2 separate regions of the Capsicum annuum genome follow, and region 1 is linked to region 2. Evidence: chromatin contacts called from public Hi-C data. All regions are on one chromosome and are shown on one strand. The core of a region is the stretch at or near the end of the contact, and the rest is flanking DNA. Distances in the headings are between cores, read along the strand shown.

Evidence for each region. Hi-C and Micro-C count contacts between places; a contact is called where the count stands out from the background.
Region 1: a contact with region 2 is called in a Hi-C map of leaf, with 2.1 times the contacts expected there. The contact joins the promoter of LOC107870338 here to the enhancer-like site in region 2. A contact is called at or near these places in 3 of 5 Hi-C or Micro-C datasets (bud, leaf and placenta).

Annotation. Positions count from the first base shown.
Region 1 is chr1:27,978,062-27,984,707 of UCD10Xv1.1, forward strand. It overlaps LOC107870338, which reads left to right and starts at 1,531. Exons shown (of 4, transcript XM_016716832.2): 1 at 1,531-1,941.
Region 2 is chr1:27,920,973-27,928,425 of UCD10Xv1.1, forward strand. It overlaps LOC107870346 (bifunctional purine biosynthesis protein PurH), which reads right to left. Exons shown (of 12, transcript XM_016716842.2): 9 at 7,066-7,275; 10 at 5,777-6,124; 11 at 5,575-5,701; 12 at 4,861-5,306. The coding sequence ends at 5,155. It also overlaps the pseudogene LOC124896120. Among protein-coding and RNA genes, the nearest start is that of LOC107870346, 8.6 kb to the right of the region's middle. Within about 2 kb of position 3,894, at least 3 of the 5 cell types and tissues checked have an H3K27ac peak or open chromatin away from gene starts, as enhancers often do. A contact at or near this core is called in leaf, where this site is marked.

The sequences.
Region 1 (6,646 bases), core at 281-2,780, 55 kb after region 2:
ACTACCAATCAACTTAACTTTTGTTATAATTTTCTACAATATCAAATAATAATCTTTGATAAATAAATAATAAATAATTTAATTTTGTTGGATAAAAATTTTTGAACTAATTATTTTATTAATATTTAAATTTTGAAATTAACTATCATAAATAACTATTAAAATCTATAATCTATAATCTATAATATATTAAAATTGTGAAGAACTTTAGAAAAGTGATTTGAACTTTTTGCCCTTCATTAAAAGATCCCATAATAGACAAAATCTTCTTTTCACATTTTTTCTTCAATTTTTAATATTGAATATCGTCTAAAATAAATATACACAAAAAATTAAAAAGAGAAGATTTTCTACTTTTAGTTGAATTTCTAAATTTATGGCAATAAATTGTTAAGGAAAATACAACTTCAAAGAAATTATTATACAAAAAAAATTCTATATAAGTAAAGTTGAAAATATTTTTGAAAAATTGAAACTATTTTACATAAAATAGGTTAAGACTTCTAAAAGAAGAAGAAGAAAAAACCTCTTCCAAATATTAAATGCAATTCGTGTATCTCCATTAAAAAAGGTAGTGGACTTCACTCAAAAAAAAGGTATTGTTTTTATTTTAGGTTAGAACTATTATTCTTTAATTTTGTTATAATATTTTAGTTTATGAGTCTTTATATTTCTTTCTTTTTTTCAATTTTACAAGTTCGTTTTTAGGTTTATACAAATACATTATTTGAGAAATAAAATTTTATGACCATAGCTTTGTTATTGAGTAACTTTGTGATTTTTGAATCTCAAATTTCTATTTATATTACGTTTTGATTCTATTGATCATAACATTTACACAAAACTTTGTTATGAATTTTTTGTGTAAAAATTAAGTTTAATTATATTATTTTAATATCTTTATTATCGTATTATTTTATTATAATTTACAGGTAGTAGATAAATGCCAGTCAGCTTTGAATATTTTTTTTTTAAAAGGTTAGATTTAATTATAGTGTTTTGATGTCTCTACTTTGAGAATTTTTTTTTGTGTAAAGGTTAGATTTAGTTGTATTATTTTGATATCGCTATTATTGTAATATTGTATTGTAGTTGACAGTAGATGAATGTCGATCGACGTTGAAGAAAATCTTTTGCAAATGTTAAGTTTAATTGTATTGTTTTAATATCTCTATCATCGTATTATTTTATTGTTATTTTATTGTAGTTTACAGGTGGTAGATAAATTTCGATTGACTTTGAGATTTTTTTTTGTATATGTTAGATTTAATTAAATAAATTCTCGATCTTTACATGTTTAAAAAATGTTGAATTTAATTATTGTATTTTTCTTTATTATTTAAACAAATATTCTATTTATTTTAACGTTTGAACTCATTAAAGCGCACGTGTACCTAAATTAGTTTAATTTTAAATAACTAAAAGTTCATGTACAAGACACGTACTTTTTAACTAGTTAGATAAATATTTAATGATACTATTAATATTTTAATATCTATATTAAATTTCACTTATTTGATAAAAATTCACAAAATACATTCCTTTCGAAACATTACAAACATCTTTCTCTACTTCTCAAATTTCCTATTAGATTAAACTTACGTCTATAAAAAAATTGGAGTGAGGGGTGTATAACTTGCAGATACGGATTGCAATTTCTGAAGTAGAAAGAAATCAAAATGTGAGTTGTAGACGAGTCACCTCTGAGCAGTGTTGCAGGAGTGTGGGAGTGATATATGTCAGTCAGTTAGTAAAGGTGGCGGCATTCTTCTTTATCCATTCAAGCTCCACTTTCTAACATAACGTGTCACTCTCCAAGGGATCAACGTGTCTACTTCTTTCCCGACCCCACACTCTCTGATAAAGATTTTTCCTCACATTCTCCGTCCGACTTCCAGCTTCCGCATTCAACCAACCTTCCAATTATCCATCACTCACCAAGTAAAGCTCTCTCCTCTCTTTTTTTTCCCTCTTTTAACAAAAAGGAAAAGAGGCACCTTTCTTTCTGTCAAATGCTAGCTAAATGTATATGTATATATTTGTGTCATTTTGAAGTGTAAATTATGTGTTTCTTTCTTTGTTGCGTTTAGATATTTGATGTTTGTGTATTTATTTATCTGGGCTTTTTTTTCTTGGTTGGGTTGGTGTGAGTATTAATCAATTTTTGGCTTGATAAATTGACTGTTTTCATTATTTTATAGATTTGTGCAGAATGTGGTTCTTAGTCACTGTCTTTTGTGGACGGACATGGAACGTGCATTTAGGACAATTAGTTATTTATAGCAATAGCTGGCCCTGTAGTAAGAGTGATGCTATCATTTTGTCATTATGTTAGGCTGAAATTTAAGATGTTGAAAAAATAAAATTACGCATACCTTGTGTCTGATTTTAGACTTTTGGGATGTTCCAAAATGTCAAAAACCATGAAAGTTTTAGAAAGGCAGCCTTTTAGAAGGGGAGTTAGTCTCCATGCTACGGTGGAGGTAGAATTGTCACCCAGGGGCTTCAGATGAAACCCCTTTTTCCCCTCTATCGCTGTCAGTAGCGGACCCAGGATGTAGAGATCGTGGGTGCTCGGAAGGTTCGAACGCGTATGTTGATGCCCAAAGCTTTAAGGTTCTACTTGGAAATCAAACCACCTAGCTATCTTCATGCTTTAATGAGTTCTTTTCTAATTCGGTATACCAATTTTTATACATTTTTTATTTAACTATACCTAATCTACCACAAATTTAATGGGTGTTGGAGCACCAAAAAGATGGTGATAGGTCCGCCCCTATTCGCTGCCTTTGCCCCATGAGAGTTTTTGATAACAGATACAGTATTAATTCAGGCTTTTGCAAAAAGTGTACTGGTTCCAGCTGATTTTGGATAAACCTGTGAGGAAATACTATGAGTTTCGATTAAAAGATAAAATGACCTTGATGTCAAGCCCACGATTACTAGTGGGGTGAGTGGTGAGGACTTCCCTTTGATGCACAAGTTGTATTGGATTTAGATACATCATATTTACAGTGATGTTCCTATTTTGATTCTGTTTTCTTCGCGTCTTGGCTGACTATCTGGTTTGTGGGTGACGATTTACTGGGTGATTTCTGTATTTCATAATAGTGTTTTACTTGTTAATCCTATTTGTGTTTTGTCCTTTTGTTGTTCTTAGTAGTTCTGAAGTGTGGACTTGTAGTACTTTTTTGGTTTGTTGTCTAAGCTAATTGCTCTTAGTGTTATTGGTCGGTGCTGTCTATGGTGGCTGTGATTGATGGTGTTGGCATAGGGTCATGTCTTCGGGCGAGGCTTGGGTCGGGGTCGGGGTTGGGGTTGGGGGCGTGGACTAGGGCAGGGTAGGGGCGGGGGTAGGAAGGGTAAAGGGGATAAGGATGACTATAGGTTGAGAGTAGGGTCGTGGAACATAGGGTCTTTATCGGAGAAGTCATTAGAGCTAGTGAAAATTCTTAGAAAAAGGCGAATTAATATAGCTTGTCTCCAAGAAACCAAATGGGTAGGTTCTAAGGCGAGAGTAGTAGCTGGATATAAGTTGTGGTACTCGGGATGCGTAAGGAATAGGAATGGTGTAAGTATTTTATTAGATGATGAGCTTATGAAGCAAGTGGTAGAGGTTAAGAGGGTCAATGATAGGATGATGTCAATTAAGCTAGTTATTGGAGGGTTTTCTTGGAATATTATTAGTGCGTATGCACCCCATATAGGCTTGGATGATGAAGAGAAGAAGAAATTTTGGGAGGATTTGGACGAGATAGTGAGGAGTGTCCCAGTAATGAGAAGCTTTTCGTAGGAGGGGATTTCAATGGGCATATAGGGTCTTCTTCGAAAGGTTATGATGATGTGCATGGAGGACACAGGTTCGGTGTAAGGAATGTTGAAGGAGTGGCACATCTGGACTTTGCTCCGGCGTTTGGGTTGGTGGTAGTTAATTCGAACTTACCCAAGAAGGAGGTTCACTTGGTCACCTTCTGAAGTTCGGTTACCAAGACTCAGATTGACTTCTTGCTCCTTAGGAAAGGGGATAGGGGTATTTGTAAGGATTGTTAGGTCTTACCGAGTGAGGTTCTTTCGACCCAACATAGGCTTTTGGTGATGGACTTGGAGATCATAAAGGAGCGAATGAGAGTATGGAGGGTCAACTGAGGATTAGATGGGGGAGTCCGACTTTGGCCAGTGCACTGGATATAAGGGATAAGTTGATGGCGAGTAAGGCTTGGGGGAGTGGAGGGGATACAGATAGTATGTGCGATGAGACTGCCAACTGCATCAGGAAGACAGCTAGAGAGGTGTTGGGGGTCTCGAGTGGTCGTTCGGGCAAGTACCAAGTGGACTGGTGGTGGAACGAAGAGGTGAAGGGGAAGGTGGAGGTCAAGAAGAGAGCGTATACAAAGTTGGCAGAGAGTAAGGATGAAGAAGATAAACGAAAGAATAGCGAGGAGTATAAGATTGCTAAGCGAAAGACTAAGTTAGCAGTCACGAGGGCTAAGGATGCTGCTTTCGAAAGTTTATACACAGCGTTAGATAGTAAATGTGGGGATAAAAAGTTGTACAAGCTTGCCAAGGTTAGGGACAGGAGGACTCGGGACCTGGATCAGGTGAAGTGTATTAAGGATATGGACGGCAAAGTTTTGGTGGAGGAGGGTTATATTAGAAAGAGATGGCAGTCTTACTTTCATAAGCTCCTGAACGATGGAAAGGATACTAACATTGTGTTGGGGGAATTGGATCATTCCGAGAGGTTTCTCGATTATGGATATTATAGGCGCATTAAGGTGGAGGAGGTTAAGGGGGCTATTCGTAGGATGCGTAGAGGTAGAGCGACGGGGCCAGATAAAATTCCGGTGGATTTTTAGAAGTGCACAGAAGGGGCAGGTATGGAGTGGTTGACTCGGTTGTTTAACATAATTTTCAAGACGGCAAGGATGCCTGAAGCTTGGAGTTGGAGTATGATGATTCCGTTGTATAAGAATAAGGGCGACATTCAGGATTGCAATAATTATAGAGGTATCAAGTTGTTGAATCACAGTATGAAGGTTTGGGAGAAGGTGATAGAGTTGAGGTTGCAGAGGATTGTTACTATTTCTGAAAATCAATTTGGATTTATGCTAGGGTGCTCGACTACAGAAGCCATCCATCTCGTCAGGAGACTGGTGGAGCAGTATAGGGAAATGAAGAGGTGTTTGGAGGCTGGAGGTTTTTGGAAGCTATATTATATTTTAGGACGATTAAGGATATGTACGACGGAGCCAAGACTCGGGTTAGGGCTGGGGGAGAGGACTCAAAGCATTTTCCCATCTTGATGGGGTTACATCAAGGATCGACACTTAGTCCGTTTCTTTTTGCTTTGGTGATGGATGTTTTGACGCGGCATATTTAGGACGAGGTGCCTTATTGTTTGCTTTTTGCGGATGATGTAGTCTTGATTGACGAGATTTGTAGTGGAGTTAATGCTAAGTTGGAGGTTTGGAGGCAAACTATTAAGTCTAAAGGGTTTAGGTTGAGTAGATCCAAGACGGAATATTTGGAGTGTAAGTTCAGCGAGGTGTCTCATGAGCCCGATGTGGTTGTTACGCATGACACTCATTCTATCAGTAAGATAGATAGTTTTAAGTATTTGGGGTCGATGTTTCAGGATAATGGAGAGATTGACGAGGATGTCACTCATTGGATCGAGGTAGGGTGGATGAAATGGAGGCTCGCCTCCGGTATCTTGTGTGATAAAAAGGTACCTCCCAAACTTAAAGGCAAGTTCTACAGAGTGGTGGTTAGACCAGTTTTGTTGTATGGGGTGGAGTGTTGGCCTGTTAAGAAGACACACATCCAGAAGATATGAAGGTGGCGGAGATGAGAATGCTTCAGTGGATGTGTGGGTGTACTAGAAAAGATAGGATTAGAAATGAGGTTATTCGGGATAAGGTGAGAATGGCTTCGGTGGAGGAAAAGATGAGGAAAGTGAGGTTGAGATGGTTTGGTCATGTGATGCGGAGGAGCACGGATGCCCCAGTGTGGAGGTGTGAGAGGTTGGCTAGGGATGGTTTCAAGCGAGGTAGAGGTAGACCGAAGAAATATTGGAATAAGGTGATTAGACATGACATGGAGCAACTTCAGTTTATCGAGGACATGACCTTGGATAGGAAGTTATGGAGGAGGTGAATTAGGGTAGAAGGCTAGTCTGAGTTAGGATGTTGTATGTTTTGGTGGTTACTTAGAGTATCTTGCTTTTGGTATTATTGAGTATGTTAATTTCAGTGTTATCTTATTCTTATTACTATTCCTTATTTTAACTTAGATTGCTTTATGTTGAGCTGGGGGTCTATCGGAAACAACCTCTCTATCTCACTTTGAGGTAGTGGTATGGACTGCGTACACTTACCCTCCCCAGACCCAACTTGGTGGAAATATACTGGGTATGTTGTTGTTGTTGTTGTATATTTACAGTGATGTTATTAATCATTAAATTGTTACTGTTCATGTTACCCATCTCACAACACCTGTTTTTGTTATTAAATCAGCATGCCATCATCCATCATATCAAAATTGAATCGGCATATAGAAAATATTACTAAGAGGTCATTTGGATTTCAAAAAAGTCTCTTCAAAATTATTTCAATCTTTGCACTATTAAAATAATTAAGGATTCTGA
Region 2 (7,453 bases), core at 2,644-5,143:
CACTGTTGCCGAACACAGTGAATTGGTTGATTCCCCCGTTTGCATTAGTTACCTACAAGGAATCACTCGCATTCTTACTATCCCTTAGGATCTTTTCTACACAAGGCACAAATTTATTATTTGCACTACCGACAAAGGCATGCCTCTCCCAAAAGTTTTGACTAAATTTTCTAGCATTTGAATTGAATATGTACGATCCAGGGTACTCCCGTTCATCCGTCAATATCGAGTTGAGAGACTCGGCGATGTTTGTGTTCTTCATATCGTACCTATTTTTTGGGAAGTGTGCTCTACTCCATTTCTCAAAACCAAGCACATTTTCAAGGACATGTGCTGCCTCGGGGTAATTATTTTTCAATTCCACAAAATGCTCGCTAAACTCATCAAGAGAATAAGCTTCTCCACAGTGTTGATTTACACGAAGATTTTTAGTGAGGTGCCTCATGCAAATCCATGATGTGCACGACTGTAAACATGGGAAAAGGCATTGGCAAAGCTAATGTGCCTATCGAAGATGACACATAGATCTGGTTCATCTTCTACTATAGACTTCAACTTCTCAAAGAAGAAGGTCCAAGAAGCATCGTTCTCTTTATCCATAACATAAAATACAATTGAAAAGATATGATTTTCGATGTCCTGTGCAATGGCACTCAGCAACACACCCCCATACTTGCCATACAAATGTGTGCCATCGATGGTAATTACCTTTCTCATGTGGAAATATCCCCGTATGTAAGCTCCGAATGCTAAAAAGTAGTAAACGAATGATCTATCCATCCTGTTTATCATGATAGAGTAAGAAGACCCGGTATTCAATAACTCCACAATATGGGAAAAATCCGACAAGCAAGCACATCCGTGTTTTGGTATCACGCAAACGATGTTCTTTGTAATTATATTTCCTTTCCAAAACACCCAATAGCTTGTGTTGCAATGCATCTCCATAAACACAATCCTATGAATTTCTCTTATGCTTGGACCCTTACCATTCCGAAAATGATTTACACATAGTGAAGCAATCAATTTGGATGAGATTCTCTTATGTCTGCCTGTGGCATATTCGGCACCGCATGTATGGAACCCAACATACTTGTATATGTGACATCTGTCTGAGGATTCGTACTTCTTTGCCCGCAACAATCAGCTACAACCACGAGATACATATTTCGCCTTCAACAATTTGGTGCAGCTCTTCTCTGTAAAAGAATTAGAAGATTGCCTCGCCGTTGCTCCATCTAGTAGCATTTTGATCTCTTTCTTGTCGACCAATATTTGATCACAATAGAAATTGGTTTCATTGGCGAAGGAATGTCTTGGTTGTGATCTCATTCCACAATCTTCTTCTGCATCTTGCGAGTCCGAAATTCAAAAGTTTCAATTACTTTCCTAAATCTAATGTCTAGTCAAACTAAGACACTTAAATTCAGATAGAGAGAAATTCTTTGAGATCTGAATTCAAAATTCAATTTTATTCGATTTTCACTTATATGTCTATTGTTTATGCCGAAAATGATGACGGGTTCACATGAACTTGCTCCGGAGTCCTAACATTCTAGATCCGCCTCGGCCTCAGGTCTTGCTAGATTGTTGGCTAGCCATGCTGGATCCCCTGTTAATTTGACTCAAATGGTACATACAACTATGTTGGGATTCACTTCAAGAGCAGCATTTAGGAAAAAGTACAAGAACCAAGAGCAGTTCATTTCTATATTATGTGAATTCTTAAAGTTACTGGCTTTACTATTGCTGATTTTTACCCCTCAATCAAGTGGCTTCAAGATATAACTGGTCTTAGCCCTTAGGGCAAAATTGGAGAAGCTTCACCATGAAGTAGATAGGCTACTTGATGAGAATATAGATGACCATACTGATGTTAACAACACAAGTATGCATGAGGACCTGATGGATGTCCTTTTAAGAGTCCAAAATGATGGAAATTATGAATTAACTCGAAACAACATCAAAGCAGTGATCTTGGTTAGTAATCTTACTCCCTTCGCTTCATTTTTCGTTTTACTCTGTTCCAAAATAATGACATTTTTTTATCTGGAAGCTCTATGGCTTTAAACTTTTCATTATATGACCCATAGTGACATACTTTTAGAATCATATGTTTAAAACCACAAGTTTAAGGGGTACTTTTGGTTTGGCTCACAAGTCTTTTTTCTTAAATTTCATGTAGCCTAGTCATACACGTCCTATAAAATGAAACGTATTGAGATAAATTCTGGTTCTTCACAACATTTCGTTAGGAAAAGAAAAACGTATAGGACAACTAGATCTATTCTTCTTCCGGTGGGTAAGTTTTTCCCCTCCTTCCAACGACTAATTAACATATTCTAATTTGAGATGATGTCTTAGATGTAACAGGATATGTTTGCAGCCGGAACAGATACCTCAGCATCAACAGTTGATTGGACAATGGCAGAAATGCTCAAGAACCCAAGCGCCTTAGAGAAAGCACAAGAAGAAGTCAGGAGAGTTTTTAGTGAAAAAGGTTATGTGGATGAATCAATCTTTGATCAGTTGAAATACTTAAGAGCAGTTATCAAAGAGACACTCAGGTTGCATCCACCTGCCCCTTTTTTACTTCCAAGACTAAGTAGTGAAAACTGTAAAATTGATGGTTATGAAATACCAGAAAATTGGTGAATGTTTGGACAATTGGAAGATATTGGGAGGATGCAGAGTGCTTTAAACCAGAGAGATTTCTTGATAGTTCAATTGATTTCAATGGAAATAATTTTGAGTACATACCATTTGGCGCGGGAAGAAGGATGTGTCCTGGCATGTCATTTGGTCTAGCAAATGTAGAGCATCCATTGGCGCTTTTTCTATACCATTTTGATTGGAAGCTTCCCAACAGGATCAAACATGAAGACTTAGATATGAGTGAGGTGTATTTTGGTGTGACAGTGAGAAGAGAACTTAATATGCATGTAATTCCTATTGTCTCCAAGCCTGTGTAACAATAATAAAAGCATCTATGTATCTTGCTCTTTCTAATAAAGCTTAACCATCTATATATAAAGCTTAACCATCTATATATAGTAGATGTTGAACCCACTTCGACTAGTCTTATATTTACTTCTGAACCCCCTCAATGAAAATTCTGGCTCCGTCATTGCGTACTATCATAACTCAAGTTGGAGAACTTTCAGATAGTCCAAAAGGAAAATTAATTTTTCGGCAATTTCATTTATTGAGCAGCCTTTCTCCTTTTTTGTTTGTCTGATTTATTCCTTTGTATCTCCGGTGGAGACTAGATCAACGCTTGTATTTCTCCAAGAGAAACTCTATCTACACTATGAATCTTTAGGCAAGCGAAATGAGAGTAGCCTTGTGAGAGAGCAATACAAGCGTCATGTTGCTAAGCGAAGCAACATTATCAAATTTGCATTCAAAACTTGTACACTATTTAATTTGTCTAACCTCTACTTAGATTCGTTTTCATTTATAGCCTACTTATTAACATCTTAGGTAATAACCGCGTCGGGTACTAGCTTGGCTATGCTTATGTGGCATCAAAGTTAAGGATAGGGATTTGACTTTAAAGTCATGATGCAAAGGAGGGTCTTAAAAGTCATATTGCCAAGCCCCATGTCAGTGTGAAAATTGATTCTAGGTCCAATATCAACCAATCTGCTAGATGAGTGAGATGTTACATCTATCAGCTACAAGTCTCTGTAGCCAATTTTGTTAAACTAAAATAAGTGATGCAAGTCCAATTGAGCTCAGCAATCCAAAGTTATACCTGTAGGTTGGAAAGTAAGTAGCTCTACCGACGCGCACGACCAAAATATCTTACCATTGGACAGTGTACGAAACACACTCCAATGCGTATGAAGGTTCAAATTGACACGAATCCAACGCTAGGAGCAATTGCTGGGAAAGGTCTTATGTTAACATGTTGCGTAGACCGCAACTGCAAACTCAAATCGTCATGAGGTGAAGTTGTGATAACAAGAAGATGCCCTTCTCCGACCCTGACTGCCCGACTTGAGAGCGGACAGCTAATGCATTTCCGACCCTGACTGCCCGACTTGAGAGCTGACAACTAATGCATTTCACTTATTGAATAGGTCGGTCCATGACCAGTGGATGCCAAAGATGTCCTTAGGGTGATCTCGTAGTTCCTACGGGTGAAGATGATGGGGTTGGTTCGTGGATTTTCATTCTTCTTTTGTCGTATTTCGTTCGAAGGGTTGAAGGGAGATGCAAAGGCCAACTTGATCCTCTTCTCCAGAGATCTCAAATGAGGGAACCTGGGAGAGCCGCCAACTCCCAACCACGTTCATATATGACCCATACTAGATCTGACCAATTATCCATCCTATTTCTTCTATACTCTTGACAATCTATCTGTCTCAGTCGCTCTTGACAACCCATCTTTGTCTTTTAGTGGCACATTTCCGTGCTCTTCCCCCTTAATAAAAGTGAGCCATCAGATTGTGTACAAGATACTATCAATAGAATCCCCACAGCGATATCAAGGCAGAGGATTAATATGAAGTTGTGAAATCCGAATGCAGGACGAAGATCGCAGGTACATTTCTAAAGAATTAGGTATAGGTTTCTGCTTTGTAAAGATCGGAGTTCATGACACTAGGCACGATGTCTCCATAAATTTCACAAAGGATGATGATTCCAATCTACTATGGTACAAGAGAGTTATCGAAATTCAGGGATTGTAAACGTGCTTCAGAAGACATTCCTGTTGCTCTAATTTGGCCTTTGTTAAAACTAATATAACTAGGCAGAATAAGAGGCCCTTTAAACATGTCAAAAATACATGTTAATTTGACGTAATTTACAGCAAGTAATTCTGTAACTTCATAGAAAAATCATTACCAAAAAAAAAAAAAAACAATACTTCATAACAGATAAATAAAATTAGTAATCAGTACACTTGCATTATACTCATTCACTTCTGAGTGGACCCCAACATTGTTTTACCTAAATGATACAACTTAGCCCATCAAGCAGTTCGAAAACTACAATTTTGCTATAATACACACTCATACTCCTTATCATAGATTATTCCTCAAAACTATCAGAGATGAATGCTAGCTATCAAAAACACATGGTACAAACACTTTGGAAAGATAATAGATTACGAGTCTAATGATGCCCTACGCCCCTATCAAACATCTAATGCCTGAAGTGTCTCACGTTAGTGAAAACAAGCGAGACTCCGTACTTGTTACAGCACTCCACTGCATCCTTGTCCCTTATGCTACCTCCTGGTTCTGCAATAACACTCACTCCACTTTGACATGCCTCTTCAACAGCATCATTCCATGCTGATTTAATTCAGAAAAAAAAAATTGTTAAAGAGAAAAAACTTTATCAGAAACCAAAAGAAAAAATAGATCAGAAACATTTGTTCAAGGCACATTAGAAGATGATTAACACCTTCTTACAATAATTTCAGTTACCATTCTTTATGGTATATTTTCTTAAAATTTGCACTTTCGACTAGTCAGAGTTTGCCGAATCCTGGTGTCTCACTTTCTTTTAATGTAGGGTTTGCTCTACAGGTACATGCATAACGCAAATAAAGGTACGTACCAAATGGAAAGAAAGCATCACTAGCCAAAGCAGCTCCTTTTACTTCATCTCCAGCTTTCCTCAAAGCTATCCTCAAGCTCTCCCGACGATTTGGCTGTCCACTCCCCATTCCTAACATACAATTGTCCTGCAATACAAAAATTACATTTAGAAAACAATGAAAGGAATATGATTCATTAGATATATATCATGTAGAAAGTACCTTTGCAATTACTATGGCATTGCTCTTGACGTGCTTGACACATAACCAAGCAAACTGTGCATCAGTAAGCTCATTTTCTTGTGGAGTTTTGTCAGACATGACATTAAATTGGATATCTTCAGGGGTCAAATCATCTGAGTCCTGAGCTAACCAACCACCACCAATTTGTCTTAGAGAAAGCTTTCCCTTGTTGTTTTTACTTGCCTCAAGGATCCTCAAAGTCTTGGACTTCCCACGGAGAACCTCAAGACCCTTCTCCGTATACTTTGGTGCGACAACTATTTCATAAAACATCCTAGTCTCACCATCTGTAGGGCTCCTAAATTCTCGAATATCCCTGGCAAGTGCCTGCACAGAACCAAAGCAGGTTGATTAAAAGAGTTATCAACCTTGATGCGACCCCTTAACTTGAGTTGGTTTTGTTGAACACTTCAAGGTGCAGTATAGCAGACAAAAAAATGTAAACTGCAACTACTAAAAAGTAGTACTAAATACAGATATCGGGCATTGACACTGTTAAACATTTGAAAAGGGGAAGCAACAGATACTTATCCATGGTTTGCAATTCTCCTAACCAAATAACACTCAGTTATTCATCTTACAGCATGAAACATCACCCTTGTTGACAAATGACAAGGGGGAAGGATGATAGTAACAGTCTTTTCGCACCACGACTTATGTCACAATGCTTGGAGGTTCCACCTATTCTCTTCTTTGTTTAAATTGTGCGAAATTTTTTCAACTGCCATCTTGTTTGTTCTTTTTTTTGCCCCAACAGAACTCTTTCACGCACCTCTTATGGCACTAGTTGAACCACAAGATCATTCTAATTCTTGAATTGGTATATTGTACTAATAAGATATAAAGCAAATGTTGACACTTCTTTCTCGATAAAACCAGCAACAGCGACTAGGCCTCAGTCCCAAACAAGTTGTGTTCGGCTTACTTAATAAAGCCATATAACAAAGAAAGTTTGCTAGGACATAGAAAAGATAAATGCACTAAAAAACAGTGTAAACACATCTTCGATTGGCTAGATCTTCAAAGATTTCAAATAAGGAATGCTGGGTGGTGGCAGGAGAACCTAATCACTTAAATGAACAGCTAAGATTTTCTTTTTCCTTTATTTTTCCCCATGATTGTTGATGTGAGAGGGAGGAACAAACAACCCTTCAATGCATCATTACCCATTTAGGTTTCTAGAAAGAAACAAAAAAGCGCAAATGCAATATCATAATCAACAAATAGATCAAAATATGCATCTGAAAAGGTCCATTGAGCAACTTTACCTCATCAACTTCGACATTGAAGGCTACTATACCACCAAATGCACTAACTGGATCTGCTTTCACAGCTAGCCTATATGCTTCAATGATATCATTCCGTGATGCAACTCCACAAGGATTTGTATGCTTCACAACAACACATGTTGGTTTATTAAAATCACACACACAATTCCAAGCTGCATCAGCATCCAGATAGTTGTTATATGACATTTCCTGCATCAAGAAGACCAGTCATTAGCCATGAAGCTTCAACTAGAAGAATTCCATTCATGTAACATTACATTTAGAGCAATGAACTATCCAGTGTACAAATAGACGCTAAACAGAATTTGAAAATATGCCAAATTACGAACATTAGAATGTAAAAAAAGGGCAGCCGGTGCACTAAAGC